6 separate regions of the Mus musculus genome follow, and regions 2, 3, 4, 5 and 6 are each linked to region 1. The links are chromatin contacts, called in public HiCAR-type, HiChIP or PLAC-seq and promoter capture Hi-C maps. All regions are on one chromosome and are shown on one strand. Each heading gives the region's core, a stretch centred on a gene start, on an enhancer-like site or on the middle of the called end of the contact. The rest is flanking DNA. Distances are from core to core; before and after follow the strand shown.

Region 1 (3,450 bases), core at 392-2,891:
TGAAACCCAGTGCCTTGGAGTGTGTGTGTGTGTGTGTGTGTGTGTGTAAGTGTATGTGTATGTATGTTTGTGTGAATGTGTGTGTATATATGTGTGTGTGTATATATGTATGTGTGTGTATGTGTGTATATGTGTGTGTGAATGTGTGTGTGAATATGTGTGTGTATATATGTATGTGTGTGTATGTGTGTGTATATATATATGTGTGTGTGTATATATGTGTATATGTATGTGTGCATGTGTGTGTATATATGTATGTGTGTGTATGTGTGTGTGAATGTGTGTGTATGTATTGTATGTGTATGTATATATGTATGTGTGTATGTGTATGTTTGTATGTGTTTTGTTTGTTTGTTGTTTTGAGATAGAGTCTTATCACATAGCTCAGGCTGAACTTGAACTTGTTCTCCTCTTGCCTCCATCTCCTAAGCGCTAGGATCACGGGTGTGAGCCACTTTGCATTGCGCCGATGCCTCTTTCCTGGTGCATGCACTGTCACACACTTGTAATCCCAGCTCTCTATACTGATTCACTCTCTGCCCCTACTCTGTTTGTTTGTTTGTTTGTTTGTTTATGTTTCGTTTGGTTTGGTTTCATGAGACTGGATCTCTATGCAGCCCTGGCTGTCCTGGAACTCACTATGTAGACCAAACTGGCCTAGAACTCACAAAGATCTGTTTGCCTCCACCTTCTGCCTCTTCTGCCTCTGCTTCTTCCTCTTCCTCCTCTTTTAAGGAAAGGCAGTCTAGATTTCATTTTCTAAGCCATACAGTGGCTAGGTGTGGTGGCTCATACCTGTAATTCCAGCAAGTGGTAGGCGAAAAGCAGAAAAATAAAGAATTACATGGAATTGGGGCTGGTGAGATGGCTCAGTGGGTAAGAGCACCCGACTGCTCTTCTGAAGGTCGGAAGTTCAAATCCCAGCAACCACATGGTGGCTCACAACCACCCGTAATGAGATCCGATGCCCTCTTCTGGTGTGTCTGAAGACAGCTACAGTGTACTTTACATATAATAAATAAATAAATCTTTTAAAAAAAAAAGAATTACAGAGAATCAGAAGTTAACCTGTGCTGAACAGCAAGCATATCATTGCTTGAGTGTACCACGTTTTTCTTAAAGACTCCTCTGCCAATAAACAAAGGTTGTGTTCAAATATGTATGAGTTTTATTAAGAACAAACCCACCACCATCTCCACTTTACTGACAAACACACTAAAGTCCAGACAAGGGGAAAACATCACCAGAGGTCACACACTGAAAACTACTGCTGCTTCCAGTTCCCCTTTCCGTTCTGTATCCTTCAACTTATCCGTTCCTGCTAGTGTGTCCCTGCCGGCCCAGCTTTCTGCAGCAAGCCCCGGGCAAGCCAGCTGTCTCTCAACCTCAGCCTACAGGATTCTTGCAGGCTTCTTAGAGACAGCCAGCTTTCAACGCGGAGGCAGCGCTCCTTCAGACCCCCAGCCAGCAGGGGGAAGCGTAGCCACGGTCGCGGATAGCACCCGCTTGCTCTCTTCGTGGTGTTCCTTTTTTCTTGAGTCCCCCAAGACACTTCCGGGACACGCGGAACTTTGGTGCAGCCGGATGCTGCGCGCTGAGACGCTGGCTGAAAGGCGGCAGGCGGTGTTTCCGGCAGTGTTAGTGGTCCGCCTTGAAACGCCGTGGCCAAGGGAAAATGGAGACAATTTTAGAGCAGCAACGGCGCTATCATGAGGAGAAGGAACGGCTTATGGATGTTATGGCCAAAGAGATGCTTACGAAGAAGTCCACGGTGAGTGAGCCGTGGTCCGGGCCGCATCAGGAGGCGGGCCTGGGTCCTTTGCCGAGCCCTCGCGCTGTATTTGGCCTCGGAGCTTCTCTGCGCCCCATCCTCACCCTCCTCCTAAGCTGGCTCGGCACTCTGGCCTCGTTAACGTCCTCCGAGGGCCCCTCAATCTTCCTGCTTCAGCCCCTGGGACCTAAACCAATAAGCGCATCACCCCTCGGGTGCTCTTTCCAACTGCTAAACTCAAAGTAACAACGTATGTGTTACCGTTTGCCTTTCTGCAGCTTCGGGACCAGATCAATTCCGATCACCGCACTCGGGCCATGCAAGATGTGAGTGCGCCGCCGTCCGCTTCCCCTGGGGTCGGGCTGGGCGGGAAAAGTGCAGGCTGGGAAGGTTGAGTGGCCCTGCGTGATTTCTACCCCTGAGTTCTTAGACAAGCCCCTCTAGGGTACCTAATCAGATGTCCTATCTCTGCCTCCCAAGTGCTGGGATTAAAAGTGTATGCAACCACCTCGGGATCAAGCTGTCTCTTAAAAGTGGTGGAACTTTGAAGACCATGTATCTCATGAGTTTTCCTTGGGTTTTGCCAAGACATCCTTTCTTGTTTACTTAGCCCTGTGGTACAAATTTGCTTCATTCTGATGGCTTTGCGCTTCTGTTTCAGAGGTACATGGAGGTCAGTGGGAACCTGAGGGATTTGTATGATGATAAGGACGGGTAAGTGACGGTCACATCCCTTCTAACAATTAGTGCTTTTGAGGAGCCCTGGTGAGACCATGGGCTGTGTGCTTTATGCTCTTCGGGTTTGTTGATATCTTGCAGACTGCGGAAGGAGGAGCTCAATGCTATCTCAGGACCCAACGAGTTCGCTGAATTCTATAACAGACTCAAGCAGATAAAGGAATTCCATCGGAAGCACCCAAATGAGGTAAGGCCTCCCAACTTAGTGTCCTTAGACCTGGCCGTTAACAAAAGGGAAAGATGCAAAGGAAATGGAGCTATGCCATGTAGATGTCACTCCAAGAAAGAACGTGCCACTTCACTGCATGTTAAGTGACATCCTCTTGGCATCCCTCTGCAGTAAGAGAACACGGTGAAGCACTAGGGCTGCTTCACAAGAATGTCTCCTACTCAATATACTGTGCACCTAGCTCTGCCCTGAAATCTACCAACACAGTGGTGCTCTGTTCACTTGCAGAGGTCGTTACCCCTTCAGGATTCATGTCCAATGCCAGCTTTTTCGTAAAATATCTCTTGGACTGCCTCCTCCAAAGGAGCCCTTCCTTAGCATGCTGTGTTTTGTGCCAATCAATGTCTGCCCGGCTATGCAGCAAGGGAAGTGGAGAACACTAAGTAGGCAGCTCTGTACACTCAAGGTCAAAGCCAAAGCAAGTCTTAGAAGCCCAGGCCTGTGTGTGCCTGAGACATCGCCAGGCCCACCTGAACTCTTCTCCTTCCCTCAGATCTGTGTGCCAATGTCAGTGGAATTTGAGGAGCTGCTGAAGGCTCGAGAGAATCCAAGTGAAGAGGCACAAAGTAAGTAATGGTTACTGTTTCTTCCTGGGGCTTCAGGCCATTCTCAGCTATAGAGCTAGGACCTATGGCTTGGTTTTTTTTGTTTTGTTTTGTTTTTCAATCTGTTTTTATTTTGTCTGTGTGGGTAATTTGCCTGCATATATGTT
Region 2 (3,450 bases), core at 278-2,777, 1.6 Mb before region 1:
CTAGGTTTACAGGCATGTGCCACCGTGGCCATCAACTACTCTACTGGTTTTTAGGGGGTGGGGAGATTCCCCAGACTCAGAGTTTAAAGATCTTGCTATTCCCACCCTGTCTCTCTCCTCTCTGCCCCTCTGCCTCTCTGTGTGTGTCTCTGCCCCTCTGCCTCTCTGTGTGTGTCTCTGTGTGTGTCTCTGCCCCTCTGCCTCTCTGTGTGTGTCTCTGTGTGTGTCTCTGCCCCTCTGCCCCTCTGTGTGTGTCTCTGTGTGTGTCTCTGCCCCTCTGTGTGTGTCTCTGTGTGATTAGTGCTGGGAACTGAAACCAAAGCCTCATATGGTGGGCAAGAATTCTACTAGAACTTAAGAATGTAAATTTAGAACTGGAATGTGACTTTAATTCTTTCCCTATCGGAGGGTAATGAGCGTTAAAGACACTCAAATGACCCACCTGTTTCATAGTCCAGAGGAATTTGAATATCTGTGATGTCTCCAAAGGGGATAAATGCAGCATGAAGAACCTTGTCGTCCACCTCTTCTGCCAGCCCGCCTGCAAATGAGCCAAGGACCTTCTGAGCCGCTGTCCTACACACTCAGAGGTCCCTGCACACCAGGGACTTTGCCTGTCACTGGTATGACAGGCAAAGGGAGGGATCTTTCCATCCAGTCCTTTGTCTACACAAACATCTCTCTCTACAGCCTACCCACACTACTTTCCTTTCTTCAATCTCCTTTTAAACAGTTCTGATTCGATCTCCAACTCTTGTGAAAGCTTTGTAACTGACCTCTCTGCCTCAATTCCTTCCTCCAACCGCCCCCCCCCAACCAAATATAAGTGGAAATGAATCCATCGGTTCTCTTAGACTTCAAAGTCTTAAATGTCACTGTCCTCAAGATAAAGTGAGAGCTCCTTGGTAGTGTACACAGGGTTATCATCCGACTCTCGCCGATCTCTCTTGTATCTTCCATTTTGTTTTCCCCAATTTCCCTGAGTTTCTCGAAAAATGACCCAGCTGCCCCTAGGCGCCAGGCTCTTTTACGCCTTTGAGCTTCGGCTCCGGTGCAGCGAACAGCTTTGCCTCTACTCTGACTCTTTGCCCAACTCCTGCTCAACTTCTGCGTCCCGGCAACAGAAAGTTTGCCCTCACCCAAGTTCCTGTCATCATTGTTAGTCCCTATTACAACGCTAGGGTGTGTAGGTTATTTCCCACTTTCTCCTAGATAGTCTGGTAACTCCTCCTTTAGGGCAGAGATCCAGCCATTCCGCACTGAATGTTTGTAAAACGAATGGGCGGGAGGGATTTGGAAGCCCAAAATTCTTGTCACTCGTCGGGGTTCCTGTGCGCTTAGTGGACTAGGAAGGTCGCCGGAATTGTCCTTCCATCTCGGGCTCACACCCTCAGGCCCAGCAAGCCCTCCATAGACCCCGGCTGCTTTCCCCCTTTCCCACATTGCTCAGACTAAGTCTAGCTCCCGCGCCTGCTCACCCACGTACAGCACACGCTTGGTGGTGGCCATCTTGCTCGCGCCCGTTTCCGCCGGAAGCCGGCACTCGGCCGGCCCCCTCGCCGTCGCCCCTCCCCTTAGGTCGGGGCGGGTCTTTGTGCGGCTGCAGGCTCCGCCCCTTCTTGGCTGTAGCTCCCAGAGCTGGAAGGAAACAAACCTTGGTCTGATCAACCTAGATATTAACGGCAATTGAACCATTACCAACACACTATGGTCCGGGCTGTCCAGGCAGCTGTTTTTGGCCAATTCGGGAGCCAAGAACGGTTTTTACACTTTGAACCGGGGTGAGGCGAAGGATCGACAATATTTCTTGAGAGATGAAAATTATATGAAATTAAAATTTCAATATCACGAAGTTTAATTGTTAGAGTATAGCCACATCCGTTCCTTTTCTATTGTCTGGCTGCTTTCATGTTACAAAGGGAAGAGACCTGTTCCTCCCACGGCCATTGATATTTTACCATCTGGCCCTTTGGGCAAAGTGTTTGCTATACTCTTGTTCTAACGTAATATTTAAATTTATAGGTTCTCAATAGCAGTACAAAACAGTAGGATCACATTTGTTTGCTTGTTAGAGTATCCCACTATGCCTTCCAGATCTCAGCCTCCCCAGTGCTGAAATCCCAATTGAATACCACCAACCTACCTCAAATAGAAATTTAACAAGTTTTATTTTATGTATTTATTTTGAGACTGGATCTTCCTATGTAGTCCTGAATATCTTGGAATTCACTATGTAAACCAGGCTGACCTTGAACTTACAGAGATCTCTTCCTGAGGGTTGGGACTAAAAGCATATACCACCACAGGAAGCTTTGCTGTATTGTTAAAGGGCTCTAGCAGGCCCAAGCTTGGTAAGCACAGGTGTGGCAGGCCTTGTCCTTCTCCCCATTCCCTCTGCCTTGCTAATAAACAAACAAACAAACAGGGTTATATTCCTAAAGCTAGCCGTAGGCCAAATAAGGTCTATTCCCTTATTTGGCCTCCTCCTGAGGATGATCACCAAGGTCCAGCTATCAAAGTATTAAAGTTCAACAATTGTATTAGTCAGGGTTCTCTAGAGTCACAGAACTGTGGGTAGTCTCTATATAGTAAAGGAATTTAATCTTAATCTTTGATCTCCCTGTCTTAATCTTCTGAAATCCATAGCCACTATGCCTCAAGATCTCCATACTGAGATCCAGGTCAGAAACTTCTATCTCTCAGCCTCCAGATTAGGGTCACTGATGAGCCTTCCAATTCTGGATTGTAGTTCATTCCAGATATAGTCAAGTTGACAACCAGAAATAGCCACTACAACAGTCAAATCCCCCCTTGGCCTACCCTAATTAATACGGTCAACCAAAACATGACCACCACATCCTAGCCATTCTATCACAGATTCCCCTCTTTTTCCTCTTAAAAAAACATCACACCCACAAGGTCATTTGCTGCTGCTGTCTGCCTGAGCGGAGAACAGTCACTTTCCCCTGCTCAGTAAAGGATCTCTCTATGGAAATAGGTGTTTGAGTGTGGTTTGTGCCTAACCCAGTGTTCAAGAGGGAACACTGTGTGCGGGTCCCTTCAGTTACGGTGCTGGAGATCAGACGTAGAGCTGAAGACCATTCCTCGGCAAATATTCTACCACTGATCCATATCCTCAGCTACTGTAGGCAGAGCATTTAGATTTTCCTGAGGTAACTTTTATAAACTTTGTTATTCAAATGTGTGTGTATACGCATACTTGTGGAAGCCAGAGGACAACTTGATGGAGTAGATTCTCTCCTCCTACCAGATCAGGTCCCAGGTTTGCAAGGCAAGCGCTGTTACCAGCTGAGCCACCTCACAGCCCCTTGAGGAGACTTTTAAGATGGAAGCTGAGCTGAGAGGCAGGAGCATAATGAGGTGGAAATGGAGGACACATGTTCAGGCAGGAGAGATGGGTAGAGGCCACCTCATGTCAGGGCCTGCAAG
Region 3 (3,450 bases), core at 506-3,005, 1.4 Mb after region 1:
ATCTCTTTTCAAGAAGCCATCTTGAGCTGTTGTGACAGGTGTCATTTTGTTATGGCAGCACCATCTGCCAGTGAGCCAGAGTTGGAGAGCCAGCAGGAGACTGTCACCACCCATGTATGTCCCAGAGATCCATGAGTTGGTGTCCTGATGACAGTTTTTTTTTTTTTTTAATCTCCTCTGGCTGGCACTTTCTCCTCCTCTGCTTTGTTAAAACTTCTATATTTTGAGTCAGCTGAGAGCCTACCAGGAGTTGGAATGGTGGTGTCAGCGCCCAGTGATTCATCTTACTGGTAATTAGTGAACTGGAAAACCCAAGATTCATCCCTGTCAAAGGCAGGGCTTCCGGAATCCTTTTTCTCCTCACTTTGTCAGAGAGAGGAGCAAAGTGGGCCGGCCTTCTGGATGCCTGCCTTTGAGTCACGTGCCTCCTAGAGGTTCCCCGACTGAGACCAGTGGGCATCTATAGGGTGTGGTTAGCTGGATGTGAAACTCCTTGGGTCCTCCCATGGTTGGTGTAATGTGTTATCCCCACTTGGGCAGCCAGGATTTACACTGAATTACCTAGTTTGTAAGTGATACAATGGGGATTCAAGCTCTAGCCTTTTTGGAACCCACGAAACTTTCTTCAAACCACAGCCCAGCCATTATTAGCTGGGTGTCACGGCAGAGGTTACCCTCTCTCTCTGAGTGCTACCTTCTGCATTTGTTAACAGGTCTCTAAAAGTGCCTCATTTTGCATAAGACAGGGCCTTAGGAGCTGGTATCATTACTAGTTATTCAGCATTATCTGCAGCTGAATGGCCACCAAGCCAATCAAAGACATTAAGAAAGGATTCAGGCTGGGACTTCATTATGAAGACCAGCCTTCGGTGTCCTAGCAGGGCTTAGTCGTGTCCACGTGTGTCTACACGTGGATCCAGAATGACCCAGGGGAGGGAAGAGTGTCATCAAGTACACTTGTTAACTCTGAGACAAAGGAGTGGGACTATGGCCGCTGGTACTGCTGCCACCGAGCCCTTCTGGCCGCTTCTACACGGCAGTGGACGGAAGCCAGGATTTTCGAGGGCCCCCAGTGAGTCACCAGACTGATGCAATCCCTTTAAAGGGCTCATCTGCTGGTGCAAGAAGCTGATTCATGGAGGGCGTGGCTGCTGAAGGAGGAGAAAGGACGGAAACTGGCAGGAGGGAGTGAGGTAGACAGCCGGCTGAAGTCGTTCATTGGAACTCTTCACTGCAATCTCCCTGGACAAGACTCTAGGGATGTCCAAGATGAACTTGGCCATCTTTGGGGTTTCTGAAGGGCCTAAAGTGAAATGAATTGTGACAGTAGCGACAGCCAATTCTTGACTTCTCTTGTACCCAACTTCAGCACTTTCCCACACAAATTTCCAGAAGCCGAGAAATGGGGAGCAAAGAAAGACTACTTTTCTAAAGAATGCAGTGCAGTTGGCGGGTTTTGCAACCACTTAGAGACGTCCCCAACCCCAGCAAGGAGAGCATAAGTCGGTGAGGTTCTGCAGAGCCAAGGCGGACCGGCGCCTCTGTCCCAGTCCCACTGTAGATGTAGATTAGCGGTAAGTACCGCCCCCTGACTGTCCAATCACTTTACAGATTTCGACCCAGACTCCACCCAGAACCAATTGGCGATCTTATCTGGGCTTCCTGCCTGAAGGCTTCCGCCCATCCTGAAGATGGCGCACCAACCCCAAACTCAGGCGAGGGGGCGGGAGGCGGGGCCGAGAGCCTATGCGTCACTTCCGTTGTCAGGTGGCGGCGCCGCAGCCATGGAGGGAGGCGGCGGCGGCAGCTCTGGCGGCTGCGCTGGGAGGCGGCGGTGAGCGGCTCCCACGCCCCCGGCCCGGCCCCGGCCCCCGGGACGGAGCGCCGAGCAGCCCCGACTCTGGGCTGCGGACTATGGGCAAGGAGCGCTGATTCCCCGGGAAAGGTGAGTTCGGGGTCCCGGGACGCGGAGCCGGGTGGGGGCTGCGTGCTGGCGGGGCGGGCCACCGTGGCGGAGGGACCCCGGTGACAGCCCGAAGCTGACCGGCGCGACCAGAACGGCTATAGTGAATTCCCCCTCCGCCACTGGAGGTCTGTCCTTCCCGGCAGCGGGGGCGTCGGCTGCCGGGAGCCTCGGTCTTTTGCCGCAGCCCTGGGAAATGGGCACTGCTCGCCTTGCCCAGACCCACTCAACCAGTCATCGAAGCAGCCGGCGTTTGGCCCGCTCTAGTTTTTCTCCCAGAGAGACCCGCTCCTCCTCTCCATGCTTCTCTCCTGACCTAGAGAGTGACTTGAAAGTTAGAACGAGTCCCCAAGGAGAGCCAGCCAAGGTTTTCCTCCTGGAGCCCTCACCCGTTGGCACCAACACCATCGCTGCTGGGGAATTTTCACATCCTGGGCGGCGTTCAGGTGCGAGTCACAGCAACCTGCTTGCCAGATCCACGTTGGGCCGGTCTTCACCGTGGGAGAGCTTGCTGTGGTCAGTGTTTCACCTGCCATCCTGGTCAGGCCCGCCCATTCCTACGATGCTTGGCCCCACCTTTCAATCTTGGGTAGGAGCTTTCGGATTCCCGGTGGCTTCTCCGTCCACCCCCACTCCCCCAGGTTGTTGGCAGAAGGAAGAGCTGACAGCCACCTTCGGTGGCAGGATAGACTTTGCTCTGTTTTAAGTCACTGGAGGAAACCGGTTGGCTTTGCTGGTTTTGAGAATCATTGAGGAAGAGGGTAGTCACGCTGGGCTGGGCGCCTTTCCCTCTCGGCTGAGTAGTTTTGCATGAGATAAGGAAGAGCAAAATCCTATAGCCCTTATTTATAAACAACGTTGTGAGTTCCTCCTTAAAGGCCCTGTTATTTGATTGTGGATTAGACTATCTCTGCCAGAGATAGTCCCCATTCATTCATTCATTCATTCATTCATTTTTCTCATAACAAAAGGGCCCTGCCTGTAGAGCCTAGTGCTGTGTAGTATTCGTAGGCTTTGGAGGCTCACTCCTTAAAGCCTGGGATTAAAAGTGTGTGTCAACCTTGCTCTGGACTCCTTAAATTCAGATTCTGGTGCCGCTGCTTTCTGGTTGCCCGACCTTGGGTCATTTGTATTCGTCCTCATTTGCAAACCACTGGCCATGGTAAAAAGAGTCATTATGGAGAGTTGCGCTAACACCTAATAAAGAGGTTCTTATCCGAACTAGTTCACTGTCCAGCTAGAGGAAACTGACCTGCAAGCAGATAGGTGAAATGTGATCTACAAAAGCAACAGAAACTGAATGCTGAGGGAGCCCAGTGGGGAAGCTGCTAGCTCAGTCTGGGAAGCCTGAGCAGTAGTGACAGGAGGATAGTGACTGGAAGGACAGAAAGGGGGAGGGAGGCTTAGTCATGTAAAATGGGAGATGCTATTTGGAGAGAAGTACAGAGAGTCAGAGAGAGACAACCTTAGCTGTGTCAGTAGAGTGG
Region 4 (3,450 bases), core at 573-3,072, 1.3 Mb before region 1:
GCACTTCTGGAATATCTACAGATTTGGACATGTGTTCCAAAGTAACGGACTCAGACTGAGGTTCCCTGTGGTCAAAGTGACCAGAACTTTCTGTCAATGCAGAACTGGATTCTTTTTTCTCTTGCAAGGAAGGATTTGAAGCTCCAGCTTCTGATACTTCACTGAGAGAAGCCTCCATCCTTTCTGCAAATTCTGGGAAGTTGGGTGGCATGAAGGACTTCCACGATCTCCTGTTAACATTATCTTTGCGTTCTGCATTTGGCCGACGTCTGGGTGGCACGGGTGCTGACTTCTGCACATCACTGCTTAGCTTTAATGCATCAAATATTATCCTCTCATCCAGCTTCTTGCCTTCTGGTCCTCTAGCTTCAAAAACATTAGATGATGCTCCTAATGTACCATTGCTGGATATGGTACTTCCTTCCATCTTCTCCATGGTGCTTTTTGACGTCTGATTAAGTTTTGACCCCTGGTCAATCTGTTCATTTATCCTCATTGTATCGTATATAGACCGCTGTGGAACATAGCAATCTTCTATATAGCCATCCTCATCTTCCCCTTTACCCAGGCAGGTAGGGTTCCGCCTTAAACAGTCTGGCCTGCTAAGTGGCTTACCCATACTTTTTCAATAAAGATGAACCATCAATCTTTCAAAAGTTTTTTTTCCCCGCCACGGGTTCTCTCAAAATACATTCTACATGAATTGTAAGTCCTCTTACATGTTTATACTCCAAACCACCAATTGCATCTGCCTTTCAGAAAGATCTGGAAGTTCCCAATTTGAAACCATTTTGGGAGAAACTCTAATAAGACAAACAGGTTTTCCCTCACAGGCTAGCAGCCTCATAACTGCAGAAAGACAAATGATATTATTTAATCAATAAACATAAAACAAATACTTGTATGGCTTCTGGTTTTACTTTTCTAAAGCCCTTTCAAATTCAGTCAGCAAAAAAATCGTTTGATATTGACAAGTCTTATTCAATATCTAGTTTCACTCGATTCGCACCAAAGCTGAGTTGGAAGCAGAAAATGTATACCAACTATGTCCTTTATAACAATGGCACACCCTCTCTAGCCTTCAAGTATGGTCCAAGCTCCTAAGAATTCCTTTCATTTTATCCTGTGTTCAGCCCTAAAGAGTCCAGCTGGTCTGAATTAGCCATTCGTCCTCTCTAGTTGGGTGTTTGCATTTGAACAGGGCTGGTCAGCGGATATTCCTGCAACTTTAAACACAGGAAGTCCTTCATTCGGGGCCAGCTTGGGGCTTCCTGTCTCCAAAACATCATGGCATTGTTGTGGCTTCCAAGCCAACACTGTATCGTGGCCGCAAAACAAGGCGAGTGGAGGCCCACGCTGGGCCTTTCAGAAGGCGGGCAGGCTGCGGCAGCGGCCAAGAGGCAGTCTGGACTCACTTAGCACCGCCCGCAAACCCGCGCCATGCCTCGCGCCCCGGAGGGCCAGGGTCGCCTCACCGCAACCTTGCAGGTGGCTCCCGGCGGGCCGGCCTTGGGTCTAGCGCTCAGGAAGTTAGTTTGTCCCTCCGGCAGCAGTAAGTCCCGTGTCCTGTGGGCGCCGCCTCCCCGGCCACTGCAGGTCCCCGGCCCCCAGCCGCCGCGTCGTGGGCTGCATGACAAGCAGTCGCCTCTTTTCTCCACCACGCCGCCGGCCCTGCAGCCGTCCTCCCCGCCCGCAGCTGTCACGGTCCCGGCATGCAAACTTCTGGCCGGGAACAAAAGGCTCCGCTCCGGCCGCACGAGGGGGGCGAGCCCGCCTCTCTCACGCCGCGCGGCCCGCTCACACGCCGCTGGCTGGAAGTGCTCGGGTGGCGGGCGGATCTCCTCCCCCTTCTAGCCCCGCCACAGCCGCTGCCCCGCCCGGGCAGCCCCCTTGGAAGCCCGGGAGCGCGCGGCGCCGACTGCTAGGGAGGAGGACGGGGGCGGGGCCTATAGGGAGCCCCGCCGGGAGGGGAGGGGGCGGAGGCAAGGATTGGAGGCCAAGGCGGCGAGGGAGGGGCTTCCCGGGGTTGGGGCGAGGGACTCCAGCTCATCCCGCACCCCCTCTAGCTCACTCCCTCCTCACCCACGGGAGTAATAGTGTCCCCGCCTGCGAGGGTGAGAGGAGAGGGGCAGTCCTGGTCATGCCGGGCAAATCCCCTGACAAAGGAAAGCCCCGCCCTCACAACGCTGGCCCGGCCCCTCCGCCCCCGCTTCTTTCCAACCGGCGGGATGGGAGCCCAGCCCAAGGGCGAACCCAGAAGGGGCGCCCCCGCCGCCCCCACTACCAGCCGGTAGTGGCTAGGGCCACTCGGGGGCCCCATCTGCCGGTAGAGACGTACGGGCTGGGGTGGGCGGTCTGCACTATCCTAGGCTCCAGCTTTGCCGCCAACGACTATCCCTGTATTTTTCCAATGTCACCTCTGGCGCTGACCAAAGAACAGGCTAGCCTTAAACACAGTCTTTTCTTGGCATGCCAAGGAATTAAGTTAGACTCAGGAACCAAGTTATTGGATAAACTCTAGGCACAGTTTCCCTTCTCAAGTATGTCAGATCTTGGCCCATTTCGCCACCTGGATTTCTCTGCTCAGACTTCAGCGGTCTTAATGACCGGAAAATGGGGTGCGGGTTGCAGGGCAGTGGAGACTCTAGCAGGAACAGCCCATGACCAACACCTGGATTGGCTATAACCGCTGTGCACGTCCAAGGAAATCTGAGCCTCTGAAGGGCTAGATGAAAAGCATGAGTTCATATTTCAAGTCTCAAGAATGAAAATATTAGAGAAATGTGTTACACAATCCTGCAAACTACGTTCTGGATTTTAGGAAAGCTATCTAGAGACCCTGTAATTGTTAAGAAAAGTACAAAGCAACCCAGAAGACTGCCTGCCAGAGGTAGCTTGCATCTCTTTGAGGTGTAATACTTGACTCCCTTTATGATGGTCCCTCGGATTTCATGAGGATGAAAAAGGTCAGTTAAAATGTACAAAGTCCTGTTGGCCCAAGTAGTTAATATAGATGATAAAACTTATGAGAAAGTTATTTCTACTCTTCACACAAACAGTAAATAAAACGAGTCACTGGTGTGTGGAGATTTGGCAGTGAAGCTTGGAGCTAAGCCTTAAACTTACTTGAGGAGCCAGAAACTCCTTGGCAAAAATGAGGTACAGGCTGAAGCCCATGATCAGATTAGTCAAGTAAAAGACAACTTTGCTTGGCAAAATGTTTTATACTTCATTTCTCACTCCTAAAGAAGCTGATCAATTCTACCCACTCAAATACAAAGACTTTCCATCTGTAAACAGGAGAGAATACTTAAACATTGTATCATCTTATTCTAGATACCCTAGTCTTTAAAGTTAAAACTTCAGAAAGCTATCCAGAATCCTGTGGCTTCCTGGTGCAATAGTGCAAGACACTAGAACATTTTTCTACGAACCCAGAGTGAAAAGAAT
Region 5 (3,450 bases), core at 626-3,125, 1.3 Mb before region 1:
AAAGTCTCTGGTCTTAACAAAATTAAGGTTGCAAATCAGTATAGGCAGAGGAAAACATAACATAACTGTATAAAAGCCCTGAGTGCTGTATTACTACTAAAAGCACATCCTAGGAAAAGTCAAAATCTTTCTTCTTTCTTTCTTTCTTTTAAATGACAGTGTGTAGTTATTTGATGAGATGTTCCTTCTTAAATCATGAACATTTAAATACTTGGTCCCCATTTGGCAGGATTAAGAGGTGTGGCCTTGTTGGAGAAAGCATGCCACTGAGGTAGGTTTTATTTAAGGTTCCAAAGTCTCCTCCCATGCCCAGTGTACTCTCTGTGTATCTAGCTTGTGGTTCAAGATGTGAACTCTCAGCTGTTCCTGGCAGCATGCCTTTGCTCTGCCAACATCAACTCTATCCTTCTAGAATAGCAGGCCAAAGTTAAATATTTTCCTTTATAAGTTGCCTTGGTCATAGTTTTTTATCACGGTAGGTAACTAAGACACAGGGTTACTAGTTAGGATTTAACAAAGGCCATAAGCTCTCCAGCCTGTCTCCTTCCCTCTCCCACCCACCTGTTGTAAGTAAATCTGATAAGTTTTTTTTGGTATGCAAATTATATTTAAGATACACACATATTATAGAATGACTATATCATGTTAGTAACATAGCTAGCTCACATACTTAGCACTTTTCAAGCTGAGAACTTTAGTAATTTTCAAATACATAATGTACTGACTAAAGCCTCTGATGTACCACTGATGAAATCTTGAAAGATAAATAGGATTTCATCATTCATGGAGAATACAATGAAATAAATGTCAGTTAAGAAACAGGAGAAATATCAAAGGCAGTAAAACTCGGGAATAGCAAGTTTCCTTATAAAGTGAAAGAAACAGAGTTCAATGACAGCAGGTACTGAAAGGGTTAAAGCCATAGAGTGAAAGCCATGGAAAGTGTAGTAACAGAATTCACTGGAAAGTGAGCTATTTCATGACATCTTATACATGTATGTTGCGTGTAGCTTTTGCTACCCTGCCTTGTGTTCTTGGTGGGTCACATGCTTGCACCTGCCTAGGAGTTATGCTGGATCTGTGGATTGAAGAAACACACGCATACGGACGCACTCACAGGACAGTTATTCTCAAAATGCCTTGGCTAACAACAACTGGGCATACCTAATTTGTCCCCTGCTACACCAGCCATTAGCCAACATCTTTATTGATGGATCAAGAACCAACTCGGGAAGAGGACCTTCAGCATCAGTACGTGCAGATTCCGGATTATATCAAAGTATCAGAATCGCCCCCTACAAATGTATGTCCCCTGCCCTGAGCTTAGCGCTCTGGATATCTAACTGTTCATACAGTTTGCTACATACTACAAAAAAAAAGATCACACTACTCCTAAGGGGAGGAGTACTGTGCTGCTTCGTACCTGTAGTTTCTTGAATAGGCCTACAGTCCAGGGCTGGCTCTCCTTCAATGTCCAGTAGGTCATGAGCTGCTTTTTGAAGCTTTTCTACAGGTACTTGGTGTTCAGCCAATTCTTCCTGTAACTGCTGCTTGCCCAAAACAACAGCAAAAAACAAAACAAAACAAACAATCAAAAAAAAAAAACCCAAAAACAAAACAAAGAATTTATGAATCTGGTCTTGCCTAAGACATTTCCAACTAATGTATTTTTAGTAGTATTTACTTTTATCAGTTCCCTCTAAGCCATGAAATATAAGATCTTGACACACACACACACACACACACACACACACACACACACACACACACGGTCTGAATCTGCCTACCTTTGTTGTTGCAAGCTGCTGTTGCAGGACTCCGGGGTCAGAGGCAACTGTGTCTGAGAGAAGCTTCCCCACGCTGGCCTCACAAGTCAACACCCAGGCCTGCAGGCTGTCAGCGCTGCTCTGGAATTGCTGATACTGGCCTAGCAACATGCTCAGATGAGAGCCCAATCGTATACACTAAGCCAAAGAAATAAAAATGTCAAAGGCAGCAGCTTCTAGAATAGAGTCCAAAGAAAGAGCCTTTCCTAGGTACAGAGAACTGACTGCAACTTTACACAATGATTTAACTGTCTACAAGCAGGATCACCAGTATTTGTACTGTATACTTCATCTCACTCATCCCCAGGAAGACTTAATGATTTGGATGACACACCACCAGAGAAATACACAGCAGACTACAGGCAAAAGTAAGGACTTAAAAGTGGAAAAATGTTCCTTTTGGGAGATTAGATGTTGACAGAAAGATTAAGTGTGGTGTGTAATTCTAAACTTTAGGAGAAATTTTGTTTGTTTTTTGGATTTTCAGGAAGAAATTGTCTAAGAACAAATTGTCTATGAAAAAAGACTGAAGTTGGCTTAAATTTTGCTGTGCTATATCTCTTATAAGTCCAAGATATTGGCAGATGAGCACTTCTATCTCCACCAATGATGTGACACATATTCCCAACATTAACAGGACTAGGTGTTAGACCATGGACCCACAGAGTCTGAATTTCTATTTATAGCTGATGAAACCCATTTTCCTTTGGTTCACATACACTGTCTTATGACTCATATTTTGAGCCTTAGAAATTACCCACGGCTGTTTGAGGACAGCCATAGTTGTTTCCCTGGAGGTTGATTGGAGGGGGTGGGGATGGGGGTCTTTCTTACCTTAGAGTGGAGAGTGGTGTATCTTTCTGTTGCATCCTTCAGTTTTTCATTCACTAAGTTTCTGGTAGCTGATGGCTCTTGGCCTTCCTCAAAATTGTTTTCTGTTTCTAAGACTTTCTGCCCTGAGATAGTCACAAATCTCAAGTCTCCTTTGTGGGAAATGACATCCTCAGAGAAGCTTCCTTGCCGCTTTAGCAAGGAGTTCAGAGCTTCAGGACTGCTGCCTCCCTTATGCATACTATCCAGCTCATTCTCAGATTGTTGTAGCCAGTTTTCAAATTCCTTGTGGTCTTGCAGGAACTTCTGCAGTTCATCTCGTAGAGCCTGCGTCTGCTTCAGCTCTGCCTCTGACCGGGCAAGGGAGGCTGCATATTGCTCCTTAAGCTCACCCAGCTTCTCCTGAAGCTTCTGTCGCTCCTCAGGTGTGAGATTGTGACTGTGTTGGTCCAGGAAGGACTGAACTGACTGGGTGGCCACAATGAAATTCTGCTGCTGAGACAGCAATTCTTGGTGACGAGCCTGGTAGTAAACAACCCCAAAGACCATTAATAGGAAAATGTGAACAATTTGGTTATATTACAACTAGAGGTAGATATGCTGGAGGTAGAGTGGACAAGGAACCATAGTAAAAATATGGATTTAATATGGAAGGTAAAAGAAATTCATGGACACAACTTCTTAGAAATAAGATGAGTTAATATGGGACAGTGATGTATGTAATATATATATATATATCTATATCTATCTATCTACCTATCTCTCTCTCTCTCTCTCTCTCTCTCTCTCTCTC
Region 6 (3,450 bases), core at 410-2,909, 1.0 Mb before region 1:
TACACTGTAGCTGTCTTCTGACACACCAGAAGAGGGCATCAGACCCCATTACAGATGGTTGTAAGACACCATGTGGTTGCTGGGAATTGAACTCAGGACCTCTGGAAGAGTAGTCAGTGCTCTTAATCGCTAAGCCATCTCTGTATCCCCTTCTTTTTTCATTTTTTTGTTTTTGTTTTTGTTTTTGGTTTTGGTTTTGGTTTGGTTTGGTTTGGTTTGGTTTTTCGAGACAGGGTTTCTCTGTATAGCTCTGGCTGTCCTGGAACTCACTTTGTAGACCAGGCTGGCCTCCAACTCAGAGATCCACCTGCCTCTGCCTCCCGAGTGCTGGGATTAAAGGCGTGCGCCACCACACCCGGCTTTTTTTTTTTTCTTTTTTAAAATGTGTTTGTTTGTTTGTTTTGCAGCAGTGGCTTCCCTGGAACTCTCAATGTAGACCAGGCTGGCCTGGAACTAACAGAGATCACCTGCCTCTGACTCCTGGATACTGGTATTAAAGGTATTCAACACCATACCCAGCCGCCTTTTATTGTGGGACAGTATCTCTCTAAATTGCCCAGGCCAGCTTTGAACTTGCAATTCCCCTGTTAGCCTCTCTGCTTAAGGATAATTCATTTACGAGCCTCCTGGGTGCCTGAGACTACAAGCCTGTGCCACCACACTGCCTCTTTTCTTTCTTCCATATTACATTTTTATTTCTTTTTCATGCATTTTGATGTGTATGAATGCCAAGGCATAGGCACGGAGAGGAGGTGACAAGGTGTGAGCACTGGTTCTCTTCATCAACCCTTATTCTTGTTTCTTTGAGGCAGGGTCTTTCTCACTTCTTCCTTTGAAAGTTTCCAAAAGCTGCTCTTGACCCTGAGGTCCTTTTGCCTCAGCCTCAGTTACAGGCATGCACTGCCAGCTTGCCTTTTTTTTTTTTTTAAGTAGTTTTTTTTGTTTTAATTTTATATGCAGGAATGTTTTGTCTGCATGGATGTATGTGTACAAAATAGTGCCTACAGAAATCCGAAGAGAGCTTTGAATCCCCTGAAACTGGCAATGCAGATGATTGTGAGACACCACGTGCATGCTGGGAATTGAATTGGGTCCTCTGCAAAAGCAGCCAGTGCTCTTAGCCACTGATCCATCTCTCTAGCTCTGACCAGCTTGTCTTTCAGCCTTCCTATAGCATTAGCTCGGTAAGCCCTGGGGCTTTTGTATGTGAGGGTGCCTGAGGTCCTCAGCATATGGCAAACAACACTGTATATTTAGGACACTCTTGAATGTTTAAAATTTTGATCGACTACAAAATAAATGAGTGAATGAGACAGACGATCTTAAAATACTGAGCTGTCTGTGGCTTTTGACTAGGCTACAGTATTTAAAAACTTTGGGCTGGGTTGTAGCTCAGTGGTAGAGTACGTCCTTAGCATGCAGAGAGCTTCATTCAGTCCCAGCTCAAGCAGACACACACACTCACACAAATAGTATATTTATTTCTCATGGCCTCATACTTTGTGGGCAGCATTTTCCCCAGAACCAAACTCTAATCCTTTGCCTAAAAAATCCACTCCCTGCATCTCCAACTCCTGAAAGCCTAGAGGGAAACTCCTGGCAGCGCATGAAGCCGGTTTTAACTGGCCCAGGCAGCTCTTTTTAACAACCCCACCTTTTAGCTGAGTGGGAGTCAAGCAGGCCTGTAAGCCCAGCGTGTAATCCAGAGGCACGTGGGTCTCCGTAAGTTTGAAACCAGCCTGGTATACAAATCGAGTTCCAGGACAGCCAAGGCTGTTACATGGAGAACCTTGTTAGTTCAGGAGCTGGGTGTCATGGTACATGCCTTTAATACCAGCACTCCTGAGGCACTCTCAGTGTGCCAGCCTGGTCTACATAGTTCCAAGACAGCCAGAGTTACATAGTTAGACGCCATCTCACAAAACAAAACAAACCAAGCAAGCAAACAAACAAGCAGACAGTATTTACTCAGTGGTCAAGAACTGGAGCTACTTCATATTCAGAAAGAGGGAAGTGCGAAATCCTGTCCCCGTCCCCTCCTCAACCTCTAGGAGACTTCCTTCCAACACTTCATCAACTTGGCTTAAGCAGCTCTATTTTCTGTGTGTGAACTGATGCTCTATAAATACATCTGCTAGTAAGGTGTGATGTGTGTGAGTGTGTGTGTGTGTGTGTGTGTGTGTGTACTCTATTCCTCTTTATGGCACTATCTGCTGTGTCTTACATGGTGTGTCTTTTACATTCCCCTGTAGAAATTGGTAGCAGGAGCAGCAGGGACTGCTCAGATTGATCATTTGGTTGGAAGCAAACGGCCAGGTTCTAGTCTCAGTCTTAGGAGTCCCACCTCTAGGTCAGTCCCTCCCCCTTTGGCCAGTCCTAGACAAAGTTGCTTTCTGCCTTGGAAACCTAAGTTTTACCCTAAGTCCCTTAGTCTCCTCAGGGCAGCTAGACTTTGCCTGCCTCTTGTGCTATCCTCTTCTGCTATAAAAGTGCAATATCCCTCATCTCAAAAGCCTGGATGGTGCCAGCCACCCAGGAAGAAGGTTCCCTGCCACCCAGCAGCCCATCACCATAGCAACCCTCAAAATGGTTACCCAGATGGCTGGGTAACCATAGCAACTGGCCAAGTCTCACCTTCTTAGCCTCTCCCTAGGCCTTCTCTGACTTCTCAGAGTCACTGCCATCTCCCATCCTCCCTCCAGAGAACAAGAGGAAGGACCCTCAACAAGAAGCTGTCCCAAAGAAGTGTGGAATGCCTCAGCCACCCAGGCCTGTCTTCACAGAGTGCATAGAAAGGATGTGAAGACACTCGTGAACCATGAAGTGCTACACACATGTTTCTGGTCATTATCTTACTAAGCACTGTAAAGGCAGTAGTTGCCTTAGGCAGAGCTAGAATCCTTCCCAGTTTGGCCCCTTGCTGGCTGAGAGACCTCAGGCGAGGTCCTGAACTCTCCAGGTGTCTGTCTGTTTACTATAGAACATCAGCTTCTTAAACTCAGTTTGACCATTGTGGTTCACAACAGCATGCACCACACAAGGCATATAGCTGGCATTCAGAACGGATCAGTAGTTACAGAGGGCCCCGGCCCTCCACCATCTCTCCCAACAGTGTGGATAAAGCTGTATTCTTTTTCCTCTTGAAAGAATCAAACCTCATTGGGCAGTGGTGACGCATGCCTTTAGTCCCAGCACTAGGAAGGCAGAGGCAGGTGAATCTCTGTGTGTTTGAGGCTAGCCTGGTCTACAGAGCAAGTTCAAGGGCAGCCAGGGCTACACAGTGAAACCCTGTCTTGAAACAAACAAACAAACAACAAAGATTTGAGCCTCATTCACACCACATCTCCCTTCCGCAAGAGAGGGTCTCATTCTTGTGGGCACCTGAGGTTCTTACAGGCGAGGCTGCAGGCAGGCTGCATTCACTATACAGGAAACTGGGAGGTTCCTGAA

The links. Promoter capture Hi-C pulls out the DNA fragments that hold promoters and counts their contacts. HiCAR-type assays count read pairs that join an accessible place to other places. HiChIP or PLAC-seq counts read pairs in DNA pulled down with a chosen protein or histone mark. Capture Hi-C pulls out chosen DNA fragments and counts their contacts.
Region 2: a promoter capture Hi-C map of adipose tissue shows a contact between it and region 1, with 4 times the contacts expected there. The contact joins the promoter of Ppie here to the promoter of Sf3a3 in region 1. A contact is called at or near these places in 1 of 39 promoter capture datasets (liver), 1 of 484 Hi-C or Micro-C datasets (B cells) and 1 of 9 other capture datasets (adipose tissue).
Region 3: a contact with region 1 is called in an H3K27ac HiChIP or PLAC-seq map of large pre-B cells, with 4 times the contacts expected there. The contact joins the promoter of Stk40 here to the promoter of Sf3a3 in region 1. A contact is called at or near these places in 2 of 39 promoter capture datasets (both in liver), 5 of 484 Hi-C or Micro-C datasets (B cells, CD4 T cells, Th1 cells and 2 more) and 3 of 115 datasets of contacts at active chromatin or transcription factors (extraembryonic endoderm stem cells, large pre-B cells and pancreatic cancer cells).
Region 4: a promoter capture Hi-C map of hippocampal neurons shows a contact between it and region 1, with 4 times the contacts expected there. The contact joins the promoter of D830031N03Rik here to the promoter of Sf3a3 in region 1. A contact is called at or near these places in 2 of 39 promoter capture datasets (the 3T3-L1 cell line and hippocampal neurons), 1 of 484 Hi-C or Micro-C datasets (uterus) and 1 of 115 datasets of contacts at active chromatin or transcription factors (large pre-B cells).
Region 5: a promoter capture Hi-C map of liver shows a contact between it and region 1, with 3 times the contacts expected there. The contact joins the enhancer-like site here to the promoter of Sf3a3 in region 1. A contact is called at or near these places in 4 of 39 promoter capture datasets (the 3T3-L1 cell line, cranial neural crest, hippocampal neurons and 1 more) and 1 of 115 datasets of contacts at active chromatin or transcription factors (stem cell-derived neural progenitor cells).
Region 6: a contact with region 1 is called in a HiCAR-type map of embryonic stem cells, with 5 times the contacts expected there. The contact joins the enhancer-like site here to the promoter of Sf3a3 in region 1. A contact is called at or near these places in 2 of 39 promoter capture datasets (cranial neural crest and pre-B cells) and 4 of 115 datasets of contacts at active chromatin or transcription factors (bone marrow-derived dendritic cells, bone marrow-derived macrophages, embryonic limb bud and 1 more).

Annotation. Positions count from the first base shown.
Region 1 is chr4:124,713,220-124,716,669 of GRCm38.p6, forward strand. Sf3a3 (splicing factor 3a, subunit 3) reads left to right here and starts at 1,642. Exons shown (of 17, transcript NM_029157.3): 1 at 1,642-1,771; 2 at 2,050-2,097; 3 at 2,433-2,485; 4 at 2,591-2,696; 5 at 3,232-3,304. The coding sequence starts at 1,676.
Region 2 is chr4:123,138,424-123,141,873 of GRCm38.p6, forward strand. Ppie (peptidylprolyl isomerase E (cyclophilin E)) reads right to left here and starts at 1,528. Exons shown (of 10, transcript NM_019489.6): 1 at 1,479-1,528; 2 at 443-541. The coding sequence starts at 1,509.
Region 3 is chr4:126,102,202-126,105,651 of GRCm38.p6, forward strand. Stk40 (serine/threonine kinase 40) reads left to right here and starts at 1,756. Exons shown (of 11, transcript NM_028800.3): 1 at 1,756-1,945.
Region 4 is chr4:123,410,089-123,413,538 of GRCm38.p6, forward strand. It overlaps D830031N03Rik (RIKEN cDNA D830031N03 gene), which reads right to left and starts at 1,823. Exons shown (of 1, transcript NM_001167918.1): 1 at 1-1,823. The coding sequence starts at 619. All of the region lies in intron 57 of Macf1 (microtubule-actin crosslinking factor 1), which reads right to left.
Region 5 is chr4:123,453,571-123,457,020 of GRCm38.p6, forward strand. Macf1 (microtubule-actin crosslinking factor 1) reads right to left here. Exons shown (of 98, transcript NM_001199136.1): 44 at 2,661-3,179; 45 at 1,788-1,964; 46 at 1,424-1,547. Among named protein-coding and RNA genes, the nearest start is that of D830031N03Rik, 43 kb to the left of the region's middle. Within about 2 kb of position 1,876, at least 11 of the 459 cell types and tissues checked have an H3K27ac peak or open chromatin away from gene starts, as enhancers often do.
Region 6 is chr4:123,668,217-123,671,666 of GRCm38.p6, forward strand. All of the region lies in intron 1 of Macf1 (microtubule-actin crosslinking factor 1), which reads right to left. It overlaps Gm12925 (predicted gene 12925), which reads left to right. Exons shown (of 4, transcript NR_136925.1): 3 at 408-499; 4 at 2,703-2,994. Among named protein-coding and RNA genes, the nearest start is that of Gm12925, 4.1 kb to the left of the region's middle. Within about 2 kb of position 1,660, at least 39 of the 459 cell types and tissues checked have an H3K27ac peak or open chromatin away from gene starts, as enhancers often do. A contact at or near this core is called in embryonic stem cells, where this site is marked.